Linked DNA regions of Mus musculus: regions 1, 2 and 3 are each linked to region 4. Evidence: chromatin contacts called from public HiChIP or PLAC-seq and promoter capture Hi-C data. All regions are on one chromosome and are shown on one strand. The core of a region is the stretch at or near the end of the contact, and the rest is flanking DNA. Distances in the headings are between cores, read along the strand shown.

Evidence for each region. Promoter capture Hi-C pulls out the DNA fragments that hold promoters and counts their contacts. HiChIP or PLAC-seq counts read pairs in DNA pulled down with a chosen protein or histone mark.
Region 1: an H3K4me3 HiChIP or PLAC-seq map of bone marrow-derived macrophages shows a contact between it and region 4, with 5 times the contacts expected there. The contact joins the enhancer-like site here to the promoter of Aar2 in region 4. A contact is called at or near these places in 3 of 39 promoter capture datasets (HPC-7-derived erythroid cells, hippocampal neurons and pre-B cells), 2 of 484 Hi-C or Micro-C datasets (the HL-1 cell line and the P5424 cell line), 2 of 115 datasets of contacts at active chromatin or transcription factors (bone marrow-derived macrophages and large pre-B cells) and 1 of 9 other capture datasets (liver).
Region 2: a promoter capture Hi-C map of the HPC-7 cell line shows a contact between it and region 4. The contact joins the promoter of Sla2 here to the promoter of Aar2 in region 4. A contact is called at or near these places in 1 of 39 promoter capture datasets (the HPC-7 cell line and HPC-7-derived erythroid cells) and 1 of 9 other capture datasets (embryonic stem cells).
Region 3: a contact with region 4 is called in a promoter capture Hi-C map of pre-B cells, with 2.6 times the contacts expected there. The contact joins the promoter of Spag4 here to the promoter of Aar2 in region 4. A contact is called at or near these places in 5 of 39 promoter capture datasets (cranial neural crest, liver, maxillary cranial neural crest and 1 more) and 1 of 9 other capture datasets (adipose tissue).

What each region holds. Positions count from the first base shown.
Region 1 is chr2:157,035,321-157,038,753 of GRCm38.p6, forward strand. Soga1 (suppressor of glucose, autophagy associated 1) reads right to left here. Exons shown (of 15, transcript NM_001164663.1): 6 at 1,850-1,990. Among named protein-coding and RNA genes, the nearest start is that of Dsn1, 30 kb to the left of the region's middle. Within about 2 kb of position 1,306, at least 52 of the 459 cell types and tissues checked have an H3K27ac peak or open chromatin away from gene starts, as enhancers often do. A contact at or near this core is called in the HL-1 cell line and bone marrow-derived macrophages, where this site is marked.
Region 2 is chr2:156,885,307-156,888,579 of GRCm38.p6, forward strand. Sla2 (Src-like-adaptor 2) reads right to left here and starts at 1,915. Exons shown (of 8, transcript NM_001356495.1): 1 at 1,574-1,915.
Region 3 is chr2:156,063,607-156,066,839 of GRCm38.p6, forward strand. It overlaps Spag4 (sperm associated antigen 4), which reads left to right and starts at 1,607. Exons shown (of 12, transcript NM_139151.4): 1 at 1,607-2,065; 2 at 2,528-2,632; 3 at 2,961-3,027; 4 at 3,199-3,233. The coding sequence starts at 1,756. It overlaps Gm39970 (a long non-coding RNA gene), which reads right to left and starts at 1,008. Exons shown (of 3, transcript XR_866890.1): 1 at 399-1,008.
Region 4 is chr2:156,546,288-156,549,426 of GRCm38.p6, forward strand. It overlaps Aar2 (AAR2 splicing factor homolog), which reads left to right and starts at 1,289. Exons shown (of 4, transcript NM_026661.4): 1 at 1,289-1,596.

The DNA of each region.
Region 1 (3,433 bases), core at 56-2,555, 490 kb after region 4:
GTGGGCACAAGGCCTCACACGTGCTGAGCAAGTGCCTCATCACTGAGCTGCAGCCCCATCCATCACTACTTTGCTGTTATTCCCCAGTAACAACATTTTTTAGATGAGATGAAGTGGGCATGAAGCAGGCGGATCACCGGAACCTGTGAGTCTGAGGCCAGCCTGAGCAACACAGTAAGACTCCATCGCAAAAGACAAGTGTTAAGTATTTCTGGTAACAGGAATGTTGACTCTAACACGCTGCACAGGAACAGAAGAGTGGACATGGTCCCAGGCATAGCAGGTTCCTGCTGTGAAAAAAAATGTGGCCAATAATATAATTTGGCCGTCTCTGCAGTGATACGAGGCGTGTCTTGTACACCTGTTCTGTATTAAAAATCTCTGCAGATCTGGGCAAACTGTCATGTGCCTGTAATCCCAGCACTTGGAAGTTGTAGGCAGGAGGATGGTAAGTTTGAAGTAAGCATAATATAATTACTGAGACCCTGGCTCAACAAAGAAACAAAAAAAAAAAACCTCTTAAATAGAAGTCAGGCGCCTGCCCCTGCACATCGCTCTTGAACTGGGGGTTGGCGCTGTGCTTAGTCATAGCTAATCGGTAAGAATGAAGGAAACGGAGTCAAGGTGTAAATGAGCCAACACAAACAAACAAGCCTATTTTCTTCTCAGAAAACGAGATCTAAGCATCTCAGGTTGCTTCAACGTAGTCATCGTCCTCCTCTTCTTCCTCTTCTTCCTCCTCCTCCTCTTCTTCCTCTCTCCCTCCCCTTCTCTCTGTCTATCCATCTCCTGACTGGGGATCAAAGCTAAGGCTACACAGCACTACAGCTTAGCTCCTTGTCCAGACAGTGCTTTTCTTTTCTTTTTTCTTTTTAAAGATTTATTTATTATATGTAAGTACGCTGTAGCTGTCTTCAGACACCCCAGAAGAGGGCATCAGATCCCATTACAGATGGTTGTGAGCCACCATGTGGTTGCTGGGATTTGAACTCACGACCTTTGGAAGAGCAGTCGGTGCTCTTAACCACTGAGCCATCTCTCCAGCCCCAGACAACGCTCTTCCTCTTCCTCCTTCGCCATGGTTATGAGGACATCCAGACCACCTCACTAGGCAGTTGGACCCTTCAGTTCCAGGGAGTTTCCCAGGCTCAGGAGGACAGGGAACTTCTCAAAGATCAGAGAATCTTAGCAACTCTAGGGATTATAACTGTTGTGGTGGGAAAGCCGGGCCCATGGGAGTGGACATGTCGAAGGTCACACCACCAGACCAGCAGAGTGACTCAGCACTCAGGATCCCTGAGTCCATGTGACTTGTCACGGACACCGACCTCATCCTCAACCCGTGGAGGCCAGGCCAACAATCCTATGAGGCTCTGTACTTGTCTGTGGCAAACCTGACAATTTTCGAGAGTGAAATGACGTACCCGAGATCTCACAGCCAGCACCCAGAAAGTCACAGCATGAACTCAAACAGCCTAAATGGAGAGGCCATTGCTTCTCTGCTACATAAGTTAGTCATTTCAAGATGGCCTCCAGCTCAGCATTCAGGCTGCCTCAGCGTCCTGACACTGGGATTACAGTTTGATATCATGTCCCATATCCAGCTAAGCTTCCTCTAACTAAACCACGGGATTGATTCAAATTCCCTTTTCTCTTTCTCTCTCTCTCTCTCTCTCTCTCTCTCTCTCTCTCTCTCTCTCTCTCTCTTTCTTTCTTTCTTTCTTTTTTTGCCTTGGCTGTCAGAAGTTTAAATGCTTAAAACCTATACCATCCTCCTCCAAGGGCCACCCTGCCTGCTTTCAGGAGGCAATCGGCTTCCACCCAACAGCCTGCTTAGGCCTAGACCCACCTCAGAGGCATAAGAATCGTTATCTTCAGCTCGGTAGGGCCTGAAGTTCCGACTAGGGTCAGGCTTGGACTCCAAGTCCCCGGTACGGAAGGCCTCTCGGATCCTGGGCTCCCACTCAAGCAGGTCTCTGAAGTCAGGTGGCTAAAAGCAGAAGAGATCCATAGGGAGAGGCCCAAGGAGTGCAACAAAGGTCCCCACCAGGCCTCTGCCATATAATGGGCTTTGTCCACATGAGAGGGAGCCTGGGTGAATTGGCCTTCCCAGGGTGCGAGGCCACAACTCATTTGCTTATTGCATAACGAGCAGTGGGGCAAGTGGAAACATTAATTTTGTGAATGGCTCTTACGCAAAGCCCTCTGAAACAATTCTATCACCCTGTCGGTGACCCGTGTGGTCCCTGCTCACTCTTACTTCAGGAAGAGGGAGACTCAACACGGGCCTCCCCTTTCAAGAAGCGATCTGAAGCCACAGCAGCACAGCTGAAGCCACTACCCGCCCGGTCCCATGCAGTGCAGGGCCACACACAGCAATCTCCCGCCATTCTCTCAGGATGAAAACCACACCACTCCACGCTCTCTGCAGCCCAGCCTCACAACTCTGTCCTGTTCCTTCGACCTACCGTGTTCCTTCTCTCAATGATCTGAGCCCCTTCAAGATCTAGGACAAGTTCCTGGTTGATAAAAACCATTTCTCATGTCACATTCACAGGCTTGACAGATTGACTAATTAATTCCCCCTCGCTAGGCGGTGGGACCTTTCGAGTGGGGCTCCTATCCCTCCCTGGTTCTGCAGATCACCACCCATCCCGTGTTAAGCACGAAGGGTGGGGACCATCCACAAGGTATCCCAGCCTGCGGACAGGGAATGCAGGGTGTGAGGAAGCACACTGCCCAGCGACAGTAGCCATAACATGAAGCCCAGGCCCAGGAAAGGCTGTGTGGGAAGGATCAGAGGGGGCGCTCCCAGCACGCAGCCAGCCTCAAGCATCTGCGATGTGTAACTACAACGAAGGAACTGCAGCTCAATCCTATGCTTCGTTAATTTAATTTTTAAAATTTGTCTTGGGAGTTTTGGGTTGTTTCTGTTCTGTACTGGGGATAGAACCTGTGCCGCCAACTAAGGCTGATCCTTTACCATCGCGGCACATCCCCACATGGCTGCTGCACTGAACGTCACCAGTCAAGACGGTGTACAGAGACATCGGCAGGAAGTGGTAGGTAGGCACACGAGGTGTTCGTTTATTTTTATATTTGCGTCAAATGTTTACGTTTTGCTTTTGCACTAATGCATTTTAAATTTTTCAACAAGTGTCTTTTCCGTTTTAGTTTTTCTGGGTAGCCTGTCATGGGTATCAAGGCTAAGCTTCTCAAAAGTTGATCAAAAAGTTTAAAATATTTTTTTAAATTTAATATTATGGACTGGTGGTGGGCGGTGATGACACACACCTTTAATCCCAGCATTTGTGGGGGGTGGGGGGGGCAGAGGCAGGCAGATCTCTATATGAGTTCAGGGTTAGCTTGGCCTACAGAGTGAGTTCCAGGACAGCAGGACTACACAGTGAAACCCTGCCTCGAAAAAACCAAA
Region 2 (3,273 bases), core at 665-3,164, 340 kb after region 4:
ATTTCACCTGCTTGGTTCCATTCAGCTGGCCAGGCACTGCCAAGGGTTCACGGTTGGCAGGAGCAGCTCACAGACTAGCATGAAGACACAGTGGGTGTCTTCCTTACCCTAGGGACACACGTTGCCTGGATGAGGGTGTTGCTCATTAATGCCATGGGATGACATCCAAGTCCTGGAATTGTCCCCACGGAGTAGAGACAGGGCCTTGTAGGGATGACAATTCGTCTGTGCTAACCCCCAACCCAACCTGTCTTGCAGCGCTGTGTCACCATCTGGAGAAACCCAACCTGTCTTACAGCGCTGTGTCACCATCTGGAGAAACAGCTTTTGTCTTTGCTGCCTCTGTGCTGAGCTCAGTATCCACAGCACAGATCAGGAACACCAGGCAGGCTGGTGCCCCAGGACTGGCTCTGGACAGCCCCTTCCTCTCAGACTTTGGGGACAGGGCAGCTTTGGTGAGGATGGTGGTTCTGCTGCCTCCTGGAGGCTGGCATTTGCTCACAGCCAGGGCAACTCTTCCATCTGAGCTGCCCCAAGGATGAGGTTCAGGCTAAGTGCATGGCTTTATGCCTGCCATGGGTAGCATGGGGGACTAACTCAGAGCAGCTGTGTGACCTCAGACACAGCATGCAGCTTGGGGTGTCTCCTGTGATGAGGGCTCCTAACGCTGACTCGGGCTCACTCTGCAGGGTCAGAGGGAGGATTGGAGGTGATCAACTTTCTTGCTCTCCTGCAGCAAGACCACAACCTTTAGGACCCTTGAACCACAGGGGACCTGATCTTTGCTGGACCCCTCCGGGACTCTGCAACATTCTCTTCCTGGTCTGGCCAAGGCATGGTAACTACTGGGGAAGATGTGGCCCAGGCAGTGGCCATTAGGCCGAGGACGAACATGTGCTGGCCACATTTGCACAAGAGATCAGATCACTTGGCCTACATCTGAGCAACTTCCTCTGTGATTAGGCGCTGTCTGTGGTGTCCCGGTGAGAGGATGGGCAGAGTGCTGGGGAAAGGCAGCAGAAACTGCACAGCACCCAGGCCGCCCTGCTTCTCTCTAACCCCCTTTTCACTGCAATGACCTCGTGTGGAGGATGAGCTGCCTGCTGCTCAGGCAGAGGTGAGAAAGTGTAGGGCTGGGAGGGCCTTCTTGTCTCCTGTGATTTTGTGGGCTTGATTTTGCATCTGGGAACTGAGCGCAGAGGATCAGTCATCTGTTTCCTCAGCTTTGCGCCTTTTCAGGCTGAGACCTGCACCCTGTGAGAGCAACTGAGATGCTGCAGGTGACAGTAATCTAGAGCCCGTTCCTTCCCTGCAAGATTCTTGGTCCAGGAGAGGAAAGTAGGCAGCGCCGAAGAGACCTCGGAGGCGTGAGATCTTAGGAAAAGTTTCCTGGAGGTAGTCAGACTCTCTGGAGGCGAGCCTACTGTGTCTCTGTGGATCCTAGAGACCTCCTTGTGCAGCTAGCCACCAGCCGTCCTCCTGGAGTGCGACTACAAAGCTCACTCCCACTCTGAGAGGACTACTCTTTTCCACCTGACCCAAGTCCACCAGAAAACAAAACAAGCATACTTACAGGTTTGCCATCAGACGTTTGATGAGGGTAGTCAGCCAATGTGCACACTGACCCGACAGGTCAGGCCTTTGCAGGTCCTAAGGTAGTCGGCATCTCAGGCCCCAGCAGCCTGGAGGATCGGTCACCAGAAAGGAGTCAGAGTAGGCTGAGGTACTGTGATCAAGCTTCTTTGTCAGCAGACAATCTCCACGAAACTAGTACAGCAGTCCTTTGCTTCTCAGAGAAACCAGATTGGGCCCTCCCACCCAGCACAGCAGGGACAAAGAGCGTGGCCTAGGGACCTGAGCCCGTGTAGACAGACCCAGGTGCTACTGCTCCTCAGAGCTCTAGCTCCCAGCTGCAGGCTCTGTGGTTCTCACAGCCCCACATTCTCCCCGCCTCTATTTCCTCTGACGCATCACATCGTAGCCCATGGAGGAACCACCTTGCCCCTTTCCTGTTTCTAGGGAGCAGCTGCTCCCTCCACCCCCACACCCCCTCCCCATGCCTCAGGCTGGAGGTCCTTCTTGGCTTTTTGGCTCCATCTGGTCCAAGAAATAAAGGTATGGGGAGAGATCAGTGAGACCTGGCCACAAGAATCACCGGAGCAGCCTTTGCAACTCTGAGTTCAAATATTCAGAAGGCACTACGCATAGGAATCACTTGGGATCTTCAATTATAGACTCTGAAGTGGGGCTCATTTCTGGTCCAGTGTGATAGCTGGGTGGATAAAGATGCTTCCCACCGAGCCTGATGACCCAGTGCGATCCTCGGGACCCAGTGGTGGAAGGAGAGAACTGACTTCTGAAAGTTGCCTTCGGGCCTCTCCTTGAGCATATCAGTGAATATCAGAGAATGATGGGAGCGGGGCGGGGGGGGGGGGGGGGGGATTCCTAACAAGCTTATGGGTAATGCCCATGTTGTTGGTGTAGAAACTGTATTTCGAAAATTCAGATTTGGGACTGATATGTAGTTTAGTAGTAGGTGTCTGCTTATTATGTCCTAGACCCTGGGTTCAATCCCAAGCACCTGAAAGATCAATGAGATTGGTCTTCAAAATATGGTAACCACAGTATCAGCTAGGAGATACTTAGGTATGCAGGCTTGTCTCAGACCCAGTGTGTCAAAACATGCCCTGGTCGTGCGCCAAGGACCAGCTTTGGCTTGGAGAGGGATTCCTGAGAGAAGGGGTGTCTGGGGGTAGCAAAAAGGAAGACTCAGGGTCAAATGGTGAGTTACAAGCTGACGGCCTATGTTCTGCTTGAGACAGCTTTCCAGATAATAAGCGTTCTCTCTCTCTCTCGCTCTCGCTCTCTCTCTCTCTCTCTCTTCTGCCCAAGACAGCTTTCTCTTGCTATTCTAAGAACTCTCTGGATAGTTCATCTCTTCCAGATCAAAAGTGCAGTCTCTTATTTACACATCAATTCAATCAGGTTCCCATGAATCCGCATCCCAGGACCCAGCCCCTTGATTGTTAGAAAGACAGCAAGCAGGACTGGAGAGATGGCTCAGGGGGTAAGAGCACTCACTGACTGCTCTTCCAGAGGTCCTGAGTTTAATTTCCATAGTGGCTCACAACCATCTGTAATGGGAGATCTAATGCCCTCTTCTGGTGTGTCTGAAGATAGCCACAGTTCTCTCTCTCTCTCTCTCTCTCTCTCTCTCTCTCAGCATAGTAATATTTCTATGTATATTCCTGTGTATATGTCCGTGGGGGTATG
Region 3 (3,233 bases), core at 357-2,856, 480 kb before region 4:
GCTGTTCCTGGTACAGACATTAATTAGATACAAGCATGTAGTTATTCAAAATGTGGTTCTAGGATAGCAAGATGGCTCAGCAGGTAAAGGCACTTGTTGCCGAGCTTAAAGCTTATTCTCTCTCTGTCTGTCTCTGTCTCTGTCTCTTTCTCTCTCTGTCTCTCTGTCTCTCTGTCCCTCTGTCTCTCTCTCAGCTGGGAGTTGTGGTACATGCCTTTACCTCAGAGCTTGGGAGGTGGGGGAGGCAGGCAGATCTGAGCTCCAGACTGGCTTTGGCTGCATAGTGAGACTCTGTTTTAAAAGTGAATAGGAGGGGCCATAATAAATGTTTTAGTGTGTTGGATGATGCTCTGTTCCTTCCTAATATTTACTGCTTCCCTAAATACTAGGGCACTTACCAGGCTAGACCCGTCTAGGTACTGCAGGATACAGAAGTGAACAAAATCTAGGTGCCATTGTAGCTGGTCATGATGGACATGATGACATGCCCATAGTCTCAGGCTTGGGAGACTGTACCGGGAGTATGGTCCTGACTCGGGACCATCCTGGGTTATATATCCAGTACCAGGCTAGCAAAAGAATCAAAGCAAAACCTCTTGTCTAAATTACATAGGAGATTGGGGCAATGTCATAATCAATAAAATGTGCGGAAGCCCGGGGACCCATGTGCAGATACCCAGCACTGTAGGTAAAAAGCGACAGACCAGAGCTCAGGGGACTGTGATCCCGACTCTGAAGAGAGAGAAACAGCAGAATCCCTAGGACCCGTTGGTTAGCTCTCTAGTCAAACTTGTAAGAGACCGTGACTCAGAACAGAGAGGAGGAGTTGAGATGGCCCAGTGGATAAACCTCACGCTTGCTGCCTAAGCATGAGGACTTGCTTGTAAACCCCGAATCCACATAAACAGAGGGTGCTGTGGTACTTGCCTGTCACTGAAGCTCTGTGGGAGTAGGGACAAGTGGAACCATGGAGTCGTCCCAGCCCTCGTTCAATGGTTCTCAAACTGTGGGTCGGGACCTCCTTTGCAAACCTCTATCTCCAAAAGTTTATTCATAACAGTAGCAAAATTACAGGTTTTCTTTTAAAGACTTATTTATTTTATGTATATGAGTACACAGTTGCTGTCTTCAGACACACCAGAAAAGGGCATCGGATCCCATTACAGATGGTTGTGAGCCACCATGTGGTTGCTGGGAATTGAACTCAGGACCACTGGAAGAGCAGTGAGTGCTCTTAACCGCTGAGCCACCTTTCCAGTCCAACAAAAATATAGTTATGAAATAACAATGAGAATAATTTTATGGTTGGAGGTCACCCAACATGAGGAACTGTATTTAAAGGTCGCAGCATTAGGAAGATTGAGAACCGCTGGGGCCTAGTTGAAAAAACAAAACAAAAAAGTGAGCCCCAGGTTCAGAAAGAGAGAATCTATCTCGAAAGCTAAGGTGGGGAGCAGGAGAAGACAGCAGCAGAGATCAACTTCTGGATGGACACACACACACACACACACACACCCAAACCATGAACAAAAATGTATCAGGAAAGGGGGATGGGCTGCTGGCTCCCAGTGACGTCACGGGCGCTCTGTGACGCGGCTCCTCTGTGACGGTGACAACAGCACAGCAGCGGGAGGGTCGGCCGAGCCGCCGCGGGGCTCACGCAGGGTGCTACCCTGCGGCGCGAGGCAGCTGAGGAAGGGCCGAGGGCTTTGGCTGCGGCGACTTCGGCTTCCCAGAGGGGTAGCCCAGGTCAGGATGCGGCGGAGCCCCCGCTCAGGCTCGGCCGCATCCTCTCATAATCACACACCCAACTTCTACAGCGAGAACAGCAATAGTTCCCACAGCGCGACTTCGGGGGACAGCAATGGGCGCCGGTCCGCTGGGCCGGAGCTCGGGGAGCCCGAGGGCAGAAGGGCCCGGGGCTCGAGCTGTGGTGAGCCCGCCTTAAGCCCAGGAATGCCCGGAGGAGACACATGGGCAGGAAGCTCTCGGCCGAAGCTGGCGCCTCGGAGCCACAATGGGCAGACCGCCTGTGGCGCGGCAACCGTGAGGGGCGGGGCCTCGGGTGCGGGCGGGGTCGAACCCGGGGGCGAGAGGGCGGGGCGGGCTCGGGGGCGGGGCCCGGCGCGGACCTGGGTGCAGAAGCCCCGACCTGGCTCACGAGGGGACGTGCTCGACACGTGTCCCTCGGGGGCGAGCTCGGTGCCATGGCCGGTCCCGGGAGGGGGCGGAGGAAATCCTGTGCCTGGGCATGGCTGAGGAGGTGCCGCAGGGCCGGCGTGAGTGTGACCCTAGTCCGGCCGCACGGGGACTCAGACTGGGGGGCGGTTTCCACTGATTGAGACTCTCCAGCTCCGGGTCTGGGCGTGTGCAGGGAGTGTGACCTGGGGCAAAGGCCTGGACTAAAAGCCTGTTTGAGAGGCTGCCCAGCTGTTTGGCACTAGGGTCAGGAGCCTGCGCCCGGGCCCCGAGGGGAAGAGCGGGCCTGTGGTGCACAAAACCTCAATGGTGCCCTGGGCTCTTGCAGAACCGTCTGGATCTTCTGTAGTTTTGGAGGAACAACTCAACCTTCTCCCGATCCTGGATCTGAGGCAGGAGATGCCTACCCCGAGGGTGTCCAAGAGCTTCCTGAGTACGAGCCAGGCCAGCCCCATCCCCTCTGACCTTGGCACTCAGAACCCCATTTCTGCTGAGTCTGAGTCAGAGAAACCAGCCCAGATGCCCTTTGACCTCTGCTCTCGGACCCCCGCCCCTGTTCCCAGTTCTCCTCCTCGAGCCTGTGCCCTAGTGTCCAGCCTCAGCTCATTTCCCCAAACGACCCTTGCCTCCTGAGCCCCAGACTCTTGTCCTCCGCACCACCCCAGTCCCCACCCCGGCTTCTCTTGAGCCCTTCTGAACCTGCACTACCTCACCTTCATGGATCACCCTCTCTGAGCTGCTTCTCCGGTCTCCGTCCCTAGGCCTCCTCTTTCAGGTGCTGAGCATGGTGTTATCCCTGGCAGTCGATGGGCTGGTCTGTGTGTGCAGGTCAGAGGGAACGGCAGGGCTCAGGGAAGGGCAGCAGGGCTGGCCCCACCCAGGCTAGAGCAGATCCAGATCTGCTTGAGTTCCCAGAAACTGGGCGGGTCTAGGACCCCCACGGTCGAGGCTTGAGTGGTTCAGGGCCTCTAGGCAGCAGCTTCCACTCCTGTTCTTTAGGGAAATCTGCTCCATCCGCTTCCTGTTCACTGCTG
Region 4 (3,139 bases), core at 39-2,538:
TCGGGAAAGTTGGCAGTACAAGATTAGAGGAGGGTCACATCTTGGCTATGGTTAGTGAGGAGATTAGAAGTAGTATCTATGTATCTCCCAGTAGCTCTGGCTCATGGTGGAGTTCTGATGTACAGAACCACTGAGCACAAGGTTAGTGTACTGGCTCTTCCTGGTTGTCAACTTGACTATATCCGGAATGAACTACAATCCAGAATTGGTAGGCTCACAGTGACCCTAATCTGGAGGCTGGGAGATGCAAGTGTCTGACCTGGATAATGGCATGGAAATCTTGAGGCATAGTGGTTATGAATCCGAGAAGATTAAGACAGGGGAGATCTCTGAGTTTAAAGTCATGTGGGACAAAGCAAGTTCCAGATCCAGGTGTGATGGCACACACCTTTAATCTGGGCACACACTTTCTGCTGGAGACCTACATAAGGACATTGGAAGAAGGAAGATTCTCTCTCTCTCTTGTTCACCTGCTTGCCTTGTGGGACTGAGCAACTGCTAGATCCTTGGATTTCCATTCACAGCTGCTGCTCACCATTGTTGGAGAGCTGGACTACAGACTGTAAGTCATCAACAAATTCCCTTACTATATAGAGACTACCCATAAGTTTTGTGACTCTAGAGAACCCTGACTAATACAGCAAGGCCTATGGATAGTCATTTACTATACACATCATTTGATTTGTTATTAAATACACAGTACATTTATGAGGGCTATGTGCTAGGTTCTAAGGAAATAGAGAAGAAAAAGACAGTCAGGTTTCCTCACTCAGTGCACATTTATAGCTTGACTGCTGTATTCTGTAAGGCCTGGAAAACACTGGGTGGTCATTTCCAGAGGAACTGCTGTGTTTGCGTTTGAAGGGACTGGTTCTCCCTTCAGGCAACAGCCTTGGTTCTGAAACTAGGGATGAATGTGTCTGGAAGCCGGGACTTGGAGATAATAGGGAACTTTTGACATGGTGACCGGCATAGGAAATGTGGCTAAAGAGGACCAACCATGACTGAGCCAGTCTGTGGCTACTGTGTGCCAACACCTGAACCATGCTTTGGCCAGCCCGTGTCTGCTTGAGACCAAAAGGACTGTGGATGGTGAGTATGTTTCTGGACGGGGATATAAAGTGGATAGTTTAATTAAAGTCGTTATTTATAATTCGGGAAGTAAAACGAAACAGTAAGAAGAAAATGAAGTGCTTATCGTGAGGAACCTGGAAGCACGGGCCATTTCTTCTGAGACTCGGGGCTCCGCCGGACTACTTTTTCCGTAGCACCTATCCGGCACCAAAGCAGCCGAACTTCCGTCCCGTTTCCGCGGAACCGGAGCTTGAGGTGCTACGGTGAGTGTCGGCCCTCGGTGCGCCTTTCGGCCTCCGGTTTCCTTGTGTGTGGTCGGGCCACCTCGCTTCTTGTCTCAGAATCGCGCTGGCGGAGTCTGGCTTTGTGAGCTGGTGTCTGAGGAGGCCTTTCTTCCTGAGAACCCGTCCCTGAGGACACCGTGGTCAGGGTCTCTGGGGCTCCCGAAGGAACTTCCCCCCACACCCCTTTAACTGTAACCAGAGAACGAGACTCACTCGAGCTGGATCTGCGTGGCTTCCGGTAAGTCACCTACCCGGCTTCCTGGCTTTATTTAAAGTGCATATTATCGTAAGTTAAAAAAAAAAAATTAAGCTTCGTGTGTATGCTAGGCATCAGGGACTCGAGTCTTGTGGGCATGACAGTCTTCAACCAAGTACACAAAGTTACACACCTGTCCCTGGAACTGAACGGCAACAGGGTAGCCAGAGTGTCATCACCAACATTTGACTTAGTCCCGGGTCGAGGAGGCTTTACTAAGATTAAAAAAAGAAAAATAATTGTGTGACCAAGTGCTATGGGTAGAGTTTTCTCTGGTGTGAGGGTAAGAAAGAAGCCAGTGTGGTTAGAACAATCCTTCGGATTGGGGTGGTATTAAATTAGCTGAAGAGTTGCCCAGGGAAATTCATGCAGCGTTTTCGGGCCATTCCCTAAAGCCAGATAGAGAACGCATTGAGGACCAAGTACTCTCCACTCTTGGAAGGCGGTGAATACGCTGAGGAGTTGTCTCTGTATTGCAGGCTTGTGAAGAGTATTCGTTTGTGTTTCAGACTTTTTTTTTTTTTTACTGTGAACTACAGTCACAAGACTTTTATGCTGTGATCACATGTATATACAAGCACATGTCTTCTTGGAACCATTCCTATCCTTGTTACTTGTGGCATTCCAATAGCTTAAAAGTTCTCTTCTTGGTGCTGGAGAGATGACTTGGTGGTTAAGAGACTTGTCTGCTCTTCCAGGGGACCTGGACTCAGTTCCTAAGGGCGCCATGGTGCTAAACCCACCTCTAACTCCAGTGTCAGGGAATTCAGCATCCTCTTCTGGCTTCTGTGTAACTTTTCTCATTATTTCAGATAGCTTTCTGTCTAAAAATGATTTCCTTCCTTCTTTCTTTCTTTCTTTCTTTCGTTTTGTTTTGTTTTGTTTTTTCGAGACAGGGTTTCCCTGTGTAGCCCTGACTGTCCTGGAACTCACTTTGTAGACCAGGCTGGGCCTCGAACTCAGAAATCCTCCTGCCTCTGCCTCCCAAGTGCTGGGATTAAAGGCGTGCGCCACCACCGCCCGGCTAAAAATGATTTCTTAACTCAAGATACATCTTGCAGTTTGAAAAAGAGTGCTAATTTAGAGTCTTTTCTCCTGTTTTTTTAGGTAAAGACAATGAAGTGTGCTCCTAATATTTTTTTGTAAAAGGATTTTTTGTTTGTTTTAAATAAAAGAGTAAACATCAAGCAGCACTCGATTTTTCTGCTTGTGTATTTTGAGGCCACTTCTGTGTAAAATACAAATATCTGGTTTTCAGTAGTCTTATTCTGTGGATATTTCTTTTGGGGCCCAGTAAAGATCCTGGGTAGTGCCTGTAATCTGAGTGTTTTGTCAGTAGGATGAGTAAGTGACTTAGTACTCAGTTCAGTAAAAGTTGAAGTACTTGATTGGCTTGCATTGATTGGTTCTTGCTGAAAACATTCTTACAGATACTGCAGAGACGACAGTGTCTGCTACACAGTTGTTTTTAGCATCGAGTGCATGTGAGTGCATGATGGGGTGGTGGGTCATATGCTGGGGCAAA